Linked DNA regions of Sus scrofa: region 1 is linked to region 2. The links are chromatin contacts, called in public HiChIP or PLAC-seq maps. All regions are on one chromosome and are shown on one strand. Each heading gives the region's core, a stretch centred on a gene start, on an enhancer-like site or on the middle of the called end of the contact. The rest is flanking DNA. Distances are from core to core; before and after follow the strand shown. Region 1 overlaps PDE4D (cAMP-specific 3',5'-cyclic phosphodiesterase 4D). Region 2 overlaps PDE4D (cAMP-specific 3',5'-cyclic phosphodiesterase 4D).

Region 1 (4,913 bases), core at 1,445-3,944, 140 kb after region 2:
AGAAGTAGTTTTCCCACATTGTCATTTAACAGCAACATCATTACCTTTTTGGGTCATCTTGCTCCTGCAGTGGCCCTCCTGAAGATCCTAACATGTTTTATGAAGTCTGAGTAAACATATTAGAATTTTTTAATTTTTGGCAATATAAAAATAAGTTGTTTTTTAACATGAAATTTGCTCAAATTCAAGCACTTTAGCTGGGTATTACTTTCTAAAGATGTAGAATTATCAAATTGTGCCTGAAAACTTTACTACCTGCTCCAAGTTAAAGAGTCAGAGAGGTCAAAGAGTGAATACAATAGAGGGCATGTCATTAGGAGGCTAATTTATATGACAGAATGAATGACAGGTAAAATGAGCAAGGCATATCCAGCCCACATTTTGTCTGCTTCCAAAGTGACTTGTATGACTCTGGATTTTTGCATAAACTACATGCAGATGTCCCTCTTTATTGCATGTTCATGTGACCAAAAATTGGATTGTAATCTCTGAGATAAAATTAGGTAAATAAACTTGTACGTAAGGAATTTACCACACAGGCCTATTAATCTTCCATCATAAGTTATCCAGGAATGAAGTAGAAACTGCACAGAGTCTGGAATAAATCACACATATGGCAATGGCCCCACTTCTTCCTGAGCCCACTGCATTTCTCTTGCCCTCTTTATAGGTCTGTAAAAATCAGGTTCAGATGAATCAAGAATGGTTCTTTTTAGATGGGAAGAAAAGATACGAAAGAATATTGCAACGTAGGAGGTGGCTGTGGCTTTGGGGTAGGCATTTACCCACTATATTATACTGTACTGGGTTGCATTATTTCTTGTAACAATTCACTGCTTTGTCTAGATTTGCCAAGTGAATTTCTAGACCTTCTTGTAGAGGGAATATATTGCTTCACCTCATTGTGTACCTGATCATAAACTTGCTTGGGTCAATGGAAAATGAATGGAAGTGAGAGTCGTTTCAGAGCAAGAACTCTAACAAGCATCTTAAGTTTCCTCTTGCACTTCTCCCTCTACTGTAAGAGCAGCACACGTCATGTAGGGATTGTTCCTTTCAGCCCAAATTCTAGAACAAGAAGGCATGCAGAGCAGAGCTGCAGATGAGCAGCACCTATGTGTAATTTAAGCAAGAAATGCAAGTTTGGAATTTTAAGACACTGAGATTGGGGCTGCTTGTCACTACAGAAAAGCTGACTGCAGTGCAATTATTTATCTGTTAAGAAAGACAAAGAAAATAGCATAAGGGGCCTGTTTCTCCCCACTAAATCTATTTTTTTTTAAGTATTAGGTGGAAAGTCCATTGGGGCTGGCTTGGTGGCCTGGAGACTAGCAGCAGCATCAGTTCAGTGATCATAGGTCCAACCACCTGTGCCCTGTGGAAGGTTTCATTGAGGCCTCCCTCCACTTTCTTCTAATGGATCTACTAGCCCAAACTATGGGATCAGCAGGAAAATAAGAAAATACTTTAGATGGAGAGGAACTCTTTTACATGATCTCAGGGGAAAGCCTGAGCAATCTAGATTTCTCTTTGTAAATCTAATTTGTCAATGACCAAGGTCTAGGAGAAAGAAAAGGTACACTGCAACATCTGGGCCTCATTCTTGCCAACAATGGAGCAGATGGAGTGATTATCTGTAGCTTTACTTGCACTGACCCTGAATATCTGTTGTTTGTCACAACAGTTTGAACACTTTAATTTCAGTTTCCCATGCATATGATCACATTACTCATAGAGTTTACTCTGAAAAAGGGTAAAAATGACAAATTAGGAGAACTAAACACTACTGTTGCACTGTTAGTTTGCTATTCCTAAAACACTTTTATAAACTCAAAAGAAAGAAAGGCACTATTTAAGGAAACCACATGTACCCTCTCAATTGCATCTAAGAACCCAGGCAAGTCACCCTCAATGAAAGGAACTTGAACAATTAGACACTCATTGTTTTATATTTTAATTTTATAATATTTCATAGGTCAAACAGTGGAAAGCAGGCAGAGAAGAGTGAGAGAAATCCCTAGCTTCCAGAAAGATAACTTTTACTTCTGCTCTTTATTATTCAATTGTCTCCCTTTCAAAACAATTTACATACTGCAGACATTTCTCATTCTACCCCTTCTTTTATGAATAAGGTAATGTATGTACAAACAGACATCTAGGATTCTTCACCAAAGATTAAATATAAAGTGGGAAAATGTTAACCCTGGTCTAATATGCTCTAGGCTTAAAATATTTATTTCTTTAATAAATGAGTCAATGATTCCTATAAAACTTTGCTTTTTGTTTCTCTAACACTTCTAGAAAAAAAAGTTATATATTTTTTAAACAATTACATGGAGTATGAGATTTAGAAATTACCCATTTGCTTATTTAGAAATTCAATTTTAAATCTCTTTGCCATATGAAAGAAATATTGAACAATCATTTAATTTCATCTGCCTGATGTTTCCTTGGTTATATTTTGATATTTCTATCTATTTATATTTTTCTGAGCAAATGACCTATTCTATCATATGTTCAATCTCCCACAATACCTCATATAATTTCCTAAATAATGGCTTCTATGACACAGGAGGATCTATTTATAAATTAATTGCATTTTCAGTGTCATTTCTGGCAACATATTCCTGGGCAACTGCTATGGAGATGGAAAGTATCAAAATATACAGCAGAAATTTGAACCACACCAAGGCAGAAAGGCCTGACAAAGGTTAGCAGGATAACATAACATTCAGCTCTGCTCTTTTTCTTAAGCTTATCTCATCTCAATACATACATAGGAAATATCTCCTATTTTCACCAAAGGAAGTACGTCAGATAGACAAAAACAAATATCATATATCACTTAAATGAGGAATCTAAAAAATGATATACATGAACTTATTTACAAAATAGAAATTGATTCGAAGACATAGAAAACAAACTATGGTTACCAAAGGGTAAGGAGGGGAGGGAAAATTTAGGAATTTGGGATTAACAGATACACAGTACTATAGATAAAACAGATAACCATCAAGAACCTGCTCTATAGCACAGAGAACTACATTCAATATCTTATAATAACCTATAGTGGAAGAGGATCTGAAAAAGATACATAAATACATGTAGCTAAATCTCCTGGCTGTATATCTGAAACACTGTAAATCAACTATATTTCAAAACAAACAAACAAAAAGATGTAGAATTTTGTTTTAAAATTGGAGCCAAAGTAACAAATGTTCAGCTGTTTTTATAAGCATTTTCTTAAAAAGGGGGGGGGGCATTTCTTTCATTCCAATGTACTTTAGAAACTCATTATGTTGACAAGAAATTTGTAGAGCTGATGAAAATTCTGATGCTAATACATTTTATTCTGTTTCTCTCACTCCCTAATTTCCCAAGGACTGACATGTATAAAGGCTACAGGACCCCACATATGCATTTTATTCTTCAATACCCTCCAAAAATTTAATAATCTTTGTTTATTGACATTTTTGTGGTGAGAATCATGTAGATATTTCATGCCACATAGTCTTGCTGTAATGTCCTAGTCGAAACAACCCAGCTAAGTCTGTGCCTGTTCAAAGAAGCAATGTATTAACACATTTATTTGGACAAGTTCAAATTATTTAATATTTTATCAAGTATAAATTGTTTAATAAGAGATTTTAGAGGTATTATTTTATTATTATTTTATTATTTATTTATTTATTTTGTCTTTTTTAGGGCCACACCTGCAATATATGGAGGTACACCACAGCCACAGCAATGCAGGATCTGAGCCACTTCTGTGACCTATGCCACAGCTCACAGCAATGCCAGATCCTTAACCCGCTGAGCTAGGCCAGGGATCAAACCCACATCCTCATGGATGCCAGTCAGATTTGTTTCTGCTGAGCCACAACAGGAACTCCACAGAGGTATTATTTTAGTTTAGATTTGAGAAGCAGTCAACAGTTGGTTCACGAACAGCCTTGTCTTCTGAGTTAAGAATTTAGATTTTTATCTACCAATCAGTGAGGTCTATTGAAGGACTTTAAGTATGAGGTTTGGTTTCAGAAAGATTCTCTATCAGACATAGAGCCAGAGTCTCCAAAGTGGGGTATGCACATGCTAGAGCACCGTCAAGCCATCCATACATAGGGTATAAGAAGAAATATAAAAGTGTGTGTGTGTCCATGCGCATGTTTAAATCTTAAATAATTCGGTATGTGTGGTTTTAACTTTACATATCAGTGTGTGTGTGTATATATATAAAACATATAAATTCACGGCTACCTAAATAAACATATTAGGAGTTCATAGTCAATCTTTTTTTTTCCTTTGCTTATGATATATAAGGTCAAAAAGTTTAGAAAATATTAACAAATGAATCAGAAGCATAAAATCAGAGAGGTCCATAGGAAAATAGTGCAAAAAGCAAACAAACAAACAAAAAAAACAAAAAACTGATGGCCTGAATTAAGACACAAGAATAGGGGAGAAAAGAGAGATACCTGCCTATTCTTGCGATAAGGAAATAGCAATGATTGACTAAATGTGAAAAGAGAGAGGGATGAGGAAAATGAGTCTAGGGCATTGGTTATATGGTTTGATGGAGCTCAGACTCAAGGAGAAACTTATCAAATGGATGCCACAGACCTGGGAATTAAAAACAAAGATCTTTTGATAAAAAGTTTGAGTGAAAATGTAGCAGAGAGGGATAAGGTGGAAGAAGACCTGTGAATAGTGAACCTTGAGACTCATCCCTGTCCTAACTCAACCATAATGGTTCAGTTTTATCTGTTTTCTATTTTGGAGTTTGATACATTGGGTTCAGTACCCAGTTCTGAGAAATCAATATTTAAGGGCAGGAAAAAACATACAAAATATAAACAGTATATAAAAAATAAAGATTTATACTTTGTTTGAAAATTGAAACCAAAGTAACCAAG
Region 2 (5,172 bases), core at 879-3,378:
AGCATGCCTTTTGCACATGTAATCCTTAGCTGCTGACTGAAGTACCTCCCTGTGATTTAAGACAAAGGTGCTTAAAAGCTTTGTAGACCTGAATCCCAAATGATAATCAAAGGCACTGAGGCAAGAAGGGCCCCAGGAGGGATTTAGGGCATGAGTACTGGAGAGAAGTGGCTCGTAGGCACCGCAAGGCTCGTATGAGAATGCGTTTTGCAAGAGAGAAGGACAACTAAAAGGAGAACAAGAGAAAAGGAGATTTAAGATGACAGGAAAGAGACACGTTTCATGGAACCTTTCCTTCAAAAAAGGTATAAAAGGGCTCAGGACTGACTTCACAGTTTGTTTGTTTGTTTTTTTTTTAAACCAGTAAAAGCTTTTTAAATCCTCACATTTCAACTACTAATTCACAGAATAATGTTACTATTTTCAGTTTTTTGCTGCTTTTAAAAGAAAAAAAAAAGAACTGTTCATATGTATTTCTATGAGAAACTCTTCAGTTTCAAAGATGTCATGGAGTTGGTCCTTTAGATATGCAAAGAACTCTTCTACTACTGAGGTTTAAAGATATGCTTACATCCTGAGAGCTCTCCACCATTAACTAGGTGTATTTCAAGAGATCCAAAGAATTAGGGGATCATTCCTAAAAAAAAAACTCGACTGCAAAATAAAACTAATGGGAAAAAAAAGGCAGGATAGGAACAGCAATAGTGAATGATGTGCAGTGACCTTGGAGAGAGAGGACCTGAGGCCTGAGAACCAGGACCAGAGAAAAGATGGCTAGAAGGAGCAGGTGTCCTGACTTTACATAAATACATTCCTGACATGGTATCTGAGAGATGTGGCCCATCTTGCAGAGAACAATCAAGTTACAATAAAATAGAAAGAGAAGCACGACTGTCTGTCTAATCTCTTGCCGTATAATGGGGAATCTGAACCTGGCATGGAGGGGAGACAAGGCCAAGAATTATTTCACAGGTAAAAGACAGAATGGTTTTTGTTTCCTAATCCAGGTCATCCCCACCCTTTGCCTTCACTACAGACATGACTTCTTAACCAGCCTTGCACATCATCACATGCCCTTCTGTGCTCCATCCTTCACCAGCCAACCACAGTGGGTTCTAAACTCTCCCGGAGGGGAGTTCTCTGGTGGTCTAGTGATTAAGACTGAGTTTTTACCACTCTAGCCCAGATTGAATCCCTGGTCTGGGAACTCAGATCCCACATCAAGCTGCTGCACACCACAGCCAGAAAGAAGAAGAAGAAAAAAAAAGGCAACTGTCCTTGAGTTAATAGCAAATCTTGTACTATCTGACTCTATCTCATTTCTCCACTTTTTCCCACCCCTGAACCCCACATGCCACAACTTCCAGGTAAATTCTAGAAAAGTTACCTGTCCTAACACCATCCCCCACCTCTTCCCCACCCACCTCTACTATTACATTTATATCTCCTCTTATTGATCCTAAGGCACCCCTCCTACCTCTCCGCTATAATATTTGATGCACTTATAATTCTATCCCTTCTTCTCCAGAAGGGAGAAAAGGACACGGTCTATAGTAAGCACTTATATATTTGTCAACCACTAAAGTCTGAATGTTGACTACTGACGAATATGAAGATATGAAGATGGTAAGTGATTGTTTATTGAGAATGTAAAAGGTTTTTATATTAATTGATATTTCAGATAAGGTGCAGCTGTCACTCCAACACACTAAAAAGAATGCTGAACAAAGAGAAAAAAGTTTTCGCTGAGACTGAAACTCAGGATGGGATTATAGAACAGTGTATAGTCTCCCACATTTATAAATTTAATAAACAAGTTTTTATAAAAAGAAACAAGTTAACCAAAATAAAGCTCATGTAACATGTATCTGAGAATCAATCCAGCCCTGTAGGGGGAAAAAATGAAATTTACTTGGCATATGCTTGAGTGGCTAGCATTTAAATATTTGTTTTTGAACTAAGAATAACCATATAGAAATGTGGGAGAAATTAAATTTTAAAAGGCTGTTTATTTGGAGTATGGTTTGAAGCAAATACTATGAATCAAGGTCAATACTCATATGTGTGCTCATGGAACTGGAGTGCACTTTATTTTCCTATAAACCCAAGGCTTAGATACAGTTGCTAGCCACACACAAACAGCTTTACTACACTGTTTTACACAAAGGGCAATCAAGGAGCAAGACGGTGATTCCCCAGTCCTGAGTTACTTCCGGGTATGTGTCCGATTTTTAATCTGCACATTAACTAATTTAAGCCAGAGTAACACTTAATGCACCAAAGCTATACTTTGAGAAGACCATTTTGTTTCCAAAAAGGCTAGAGGAATTGCCAACAATTTTTAACATGTGCTCTTAGTAAAGTGTAAATTGCAGGCAAGGAATCTTGTGATAGAGGCAAGTTGCTTACGTAGTTTGCCATGAACAGTCTAGAGGCTGTGATTCTGAAAAGCCTGCCATTTTCAGAGCACTGCACACAGAAAAAATTCCTCAATTTACAGAGGGGCTGTATTGCTGCGGGTCTATATGTCAGTTAACCCGAGAAAGAATTATCCTTAAAAGGGACAGAAAAGGTCAGGAGCAGAACAACACTGACTTTCCAACATTCGCAAGGCACGTGGTTTAGAAATTTGGGAACAGAACATCTTCTATCAGCATTAATATGAATATTTATGAAGCTCCGTCAGTAGGCTTAACACCGATCCTGCCCAATTAGCTTGTAATTTAATTAGTCCTACATGAAAATTCTCTAAATTGGGGTAGTTGGCTTTTGAAACTGGTGCCAACCAATACCACAGGCAGAGGCTCTCTCTGTCTCACTTCTTTTTCCTTTTCTCTTATCTATACATTTCACACACACACATCCCCCTCATTTCTTCTCACAGAGAAGATATAAATCAAAGTGTACCTGCAAAAGCACAAAACTTGTGGTCTACGTAAAACTCTAATAAAACCCATACTACAGTGCGTACCTGATGATTATAGACATATTTTGTGAATGTTTATAGATAGTCTAACATGTATTTAGGTAGTTAGCAAATATCGGTTTTGAACCATGAAAATATTCCTAGGATAAGTATAAAAAATGAACTCCAAATAGAGTTTTCTGCCTGTTTCCATTTGAATTTCACACACCGGGGTTTCTGATACCATTTCTGGTACCATTTCTGCTCCCTATCTGTCCTGGAGTTAATTCGTTGCTTGAGGTTTCTTACAGAATTAGATGGTATGCCTTATTCTGCACCACTTTCTCTCTTAGAAGACCTCAGTCATTTTATGATCATAGAGGATCGTCCACATTAGTGAATAAGACAGAAGAATGGGAAAAGGACTGTCCCTAAGAAAACTGCTTACTAACTTTGATAAGCTGCTTAGTAAAACTGAAAAACAAGCAAAACACTTCCCTTCATCAAAAACAAACCTTGCAATTATAAACACTTTCATTTTTAAGCATTATGAAAAATAGACAGAGAGAAAAATGTTCCCCCTCCCCATTGCTTCCTGTGCCATGCGTCGCCCAGTGAAGCCGGCTGTGTTTCCTGAGGCCACTGCGTGCTCATCTCCAGATAAACGAGCTCCAGTAACGTCACAGGACAAACAGTCCCACGGAAACCGACTACACAGCTTTGAAAAAGGATGTACTGCAGCCAGATACACAAACCACAATGGGGCAATGAGGAGAAATTACCACCACTGTCAATATCACAGCGAATTTCTCTGAAGCCTGCACATCGCTCTCTGGTTCTTGGCATCGATGACAGGGAAGGGACCAGGCAGGGGAGGCAGAGACTGATATACACCGGTCACCATTGACCATTCTCTTGGAGGTTTGAGGGAAGAAAATTAAAACTGAGAATTTACTTTTTTCTTAATTTATACTATGTAATAACTTATATGGGACAAGAATCTGAAAAGGAATGTATATATGTATATATATAACTGATTTACTTTGCTGTATGCCTGAAATTAACACAACTTTGTAAGTCAACTATATTCCAATAAAATTTTAAAAAATAGAAAAAAAAAAAAAGAAGTGCTATGTTCTGTAAGACACTTTTTCTCTCCGCTTTCATTTTAGGTAAAGCTAGGGAAAGCAAAGAACTTATATGTTGTTATTTATCACATTGCTCCTGCAGGAAATTAGCTTATCTCGCTATTCAACCTCACAGGAAACCTGCATGTCGATCAGCCTTGAAAATGGCCACAAGAATCTTTTCCCATTGCCTACTTTTGTTTATGTGTCCTTTTTGGTTTATGGACTCATTCCCTTATTGATAGATATTGTATTTATTTCCATTTTTCACTATCACAAAGAAAGCTTTGGGGAAATTTTTAATTTACAAAAGTATATGCCTTTTTATGTCAAAACAAAATCTTATAGGAAAAAATAAGGAACACAAAAATGTGAATATGCGAAGGTATATAACCACTGAATAATTTGGGAGTGTGTGTGTGCACGCACAAGTGTGTTAATACATTTGTCCTCTACTCTCTGATTATAAGCAGGTATGTAAGTTTGCAAATAAATAAAATGTAATTAAACAAATGCATCAATTTATAAACACTGGATAGTACTAAACCATAGTTTTTATAACATGCTTGTTTTTAATCCAGTGAAGCTTTTGAAATAACAAAAATGGCATCAATTTTCTGGCAATATGTTCACAAAGTTTGCATTTTTTCAATCACCAAAGAAAAGTATATTATAGCAAGTAAAGAAAAAGTTTACTTGAAAGTTATCCTTCTGATGTTTGAGAGAGATGAGATTGGATGAGACTTGGTGTACTTAATTTAAATGAAATTAACTTCAAATTTTCAAATTTTCTTTACAAAGTAGAATCTTTACTCCTTCAAAAATGTTACATGCAGGAGCTCCCATCATGTCTCAATGGTTAACAAACCTAACCAGCATCCATGAGGATGTGGGTTCGATCACTGGCCTCGATCAGTGGGCCTTGCTCGGTGTTGCTGTGAGCTGTGGTGTAGGTTGCAGACGCTGCTCGGATCCCACATTGCTATGGCTCTTGTGTAGGCCGGCGGCTACAGGTCCAATTGGACCTCTAGCCTGGGAACCTCCATAGGCCGCAAGTGCAGCCCTAAAATGACCAAAAAAAAAAAAAAAGGTTACATGTATAAGGAGTTAAAGTGTCTCCAGTGAAAAAAATATTATGGA

What was found. HiChIP or PLAC-seq counts read pairs in DNA pulled down with a chosen protein or histone mark.
Region 1: an H3K27ac HiChIP or PLAC-seq map of skeletal muscle shows a contact between it and region 2. The contact joins two enhancer-like sites. A contact is called at or near these places in 4 of 47 Hi-C or Micro-C datasets (fetal liver, fetal skeletal muscle, mesenchymal stem cells and 1 more) and 1 of 2 datasets of contacts at active chromatin or transcription factors (skeletal muscle).

What each region holds. Positions count from the first base shown.
Region 1 is chr16:38,538,172-38,543,084 of Sscrofa11.1, forward strand. All of the region lies in intron 5 of PDE4D (cAMP-specific 3',5'-cyclic phosphodiesterase 4D), which reads right to left. Among named protein-coding and RNA genes, the nearest start is that of MIR582, 40 kb to the right of the region's middle. Within about 2 kb of position 2,695, at least 2 of the 83 cell types and tissues checked have an H3K27ac peak or open chromatin away from gene starts, as enhancers often do. A contact at or near this core is called in skeletal muscle, where this site is marked.
Region 2 is chr16:38,398,488-38,403,659 of Sscrofa11.1, forward strand. All of the region lies in intron 5 of PDE4D (cAMP-specific 3',5'-cyclic phosphodiesterase 4D), which reads right to left. Among named protein-coding and RNA genes, the nearest start is that of MIR582, 180 kb to the right of the region's middle. Within about 2 kb of position 2,129, at least 5 of the 83 cell types and tissues checked have an H3K27ac peak or open chromatin away from gene starts, as enhancers often do. A contact at or near this core is called in skeletal muscle, where this site is marked.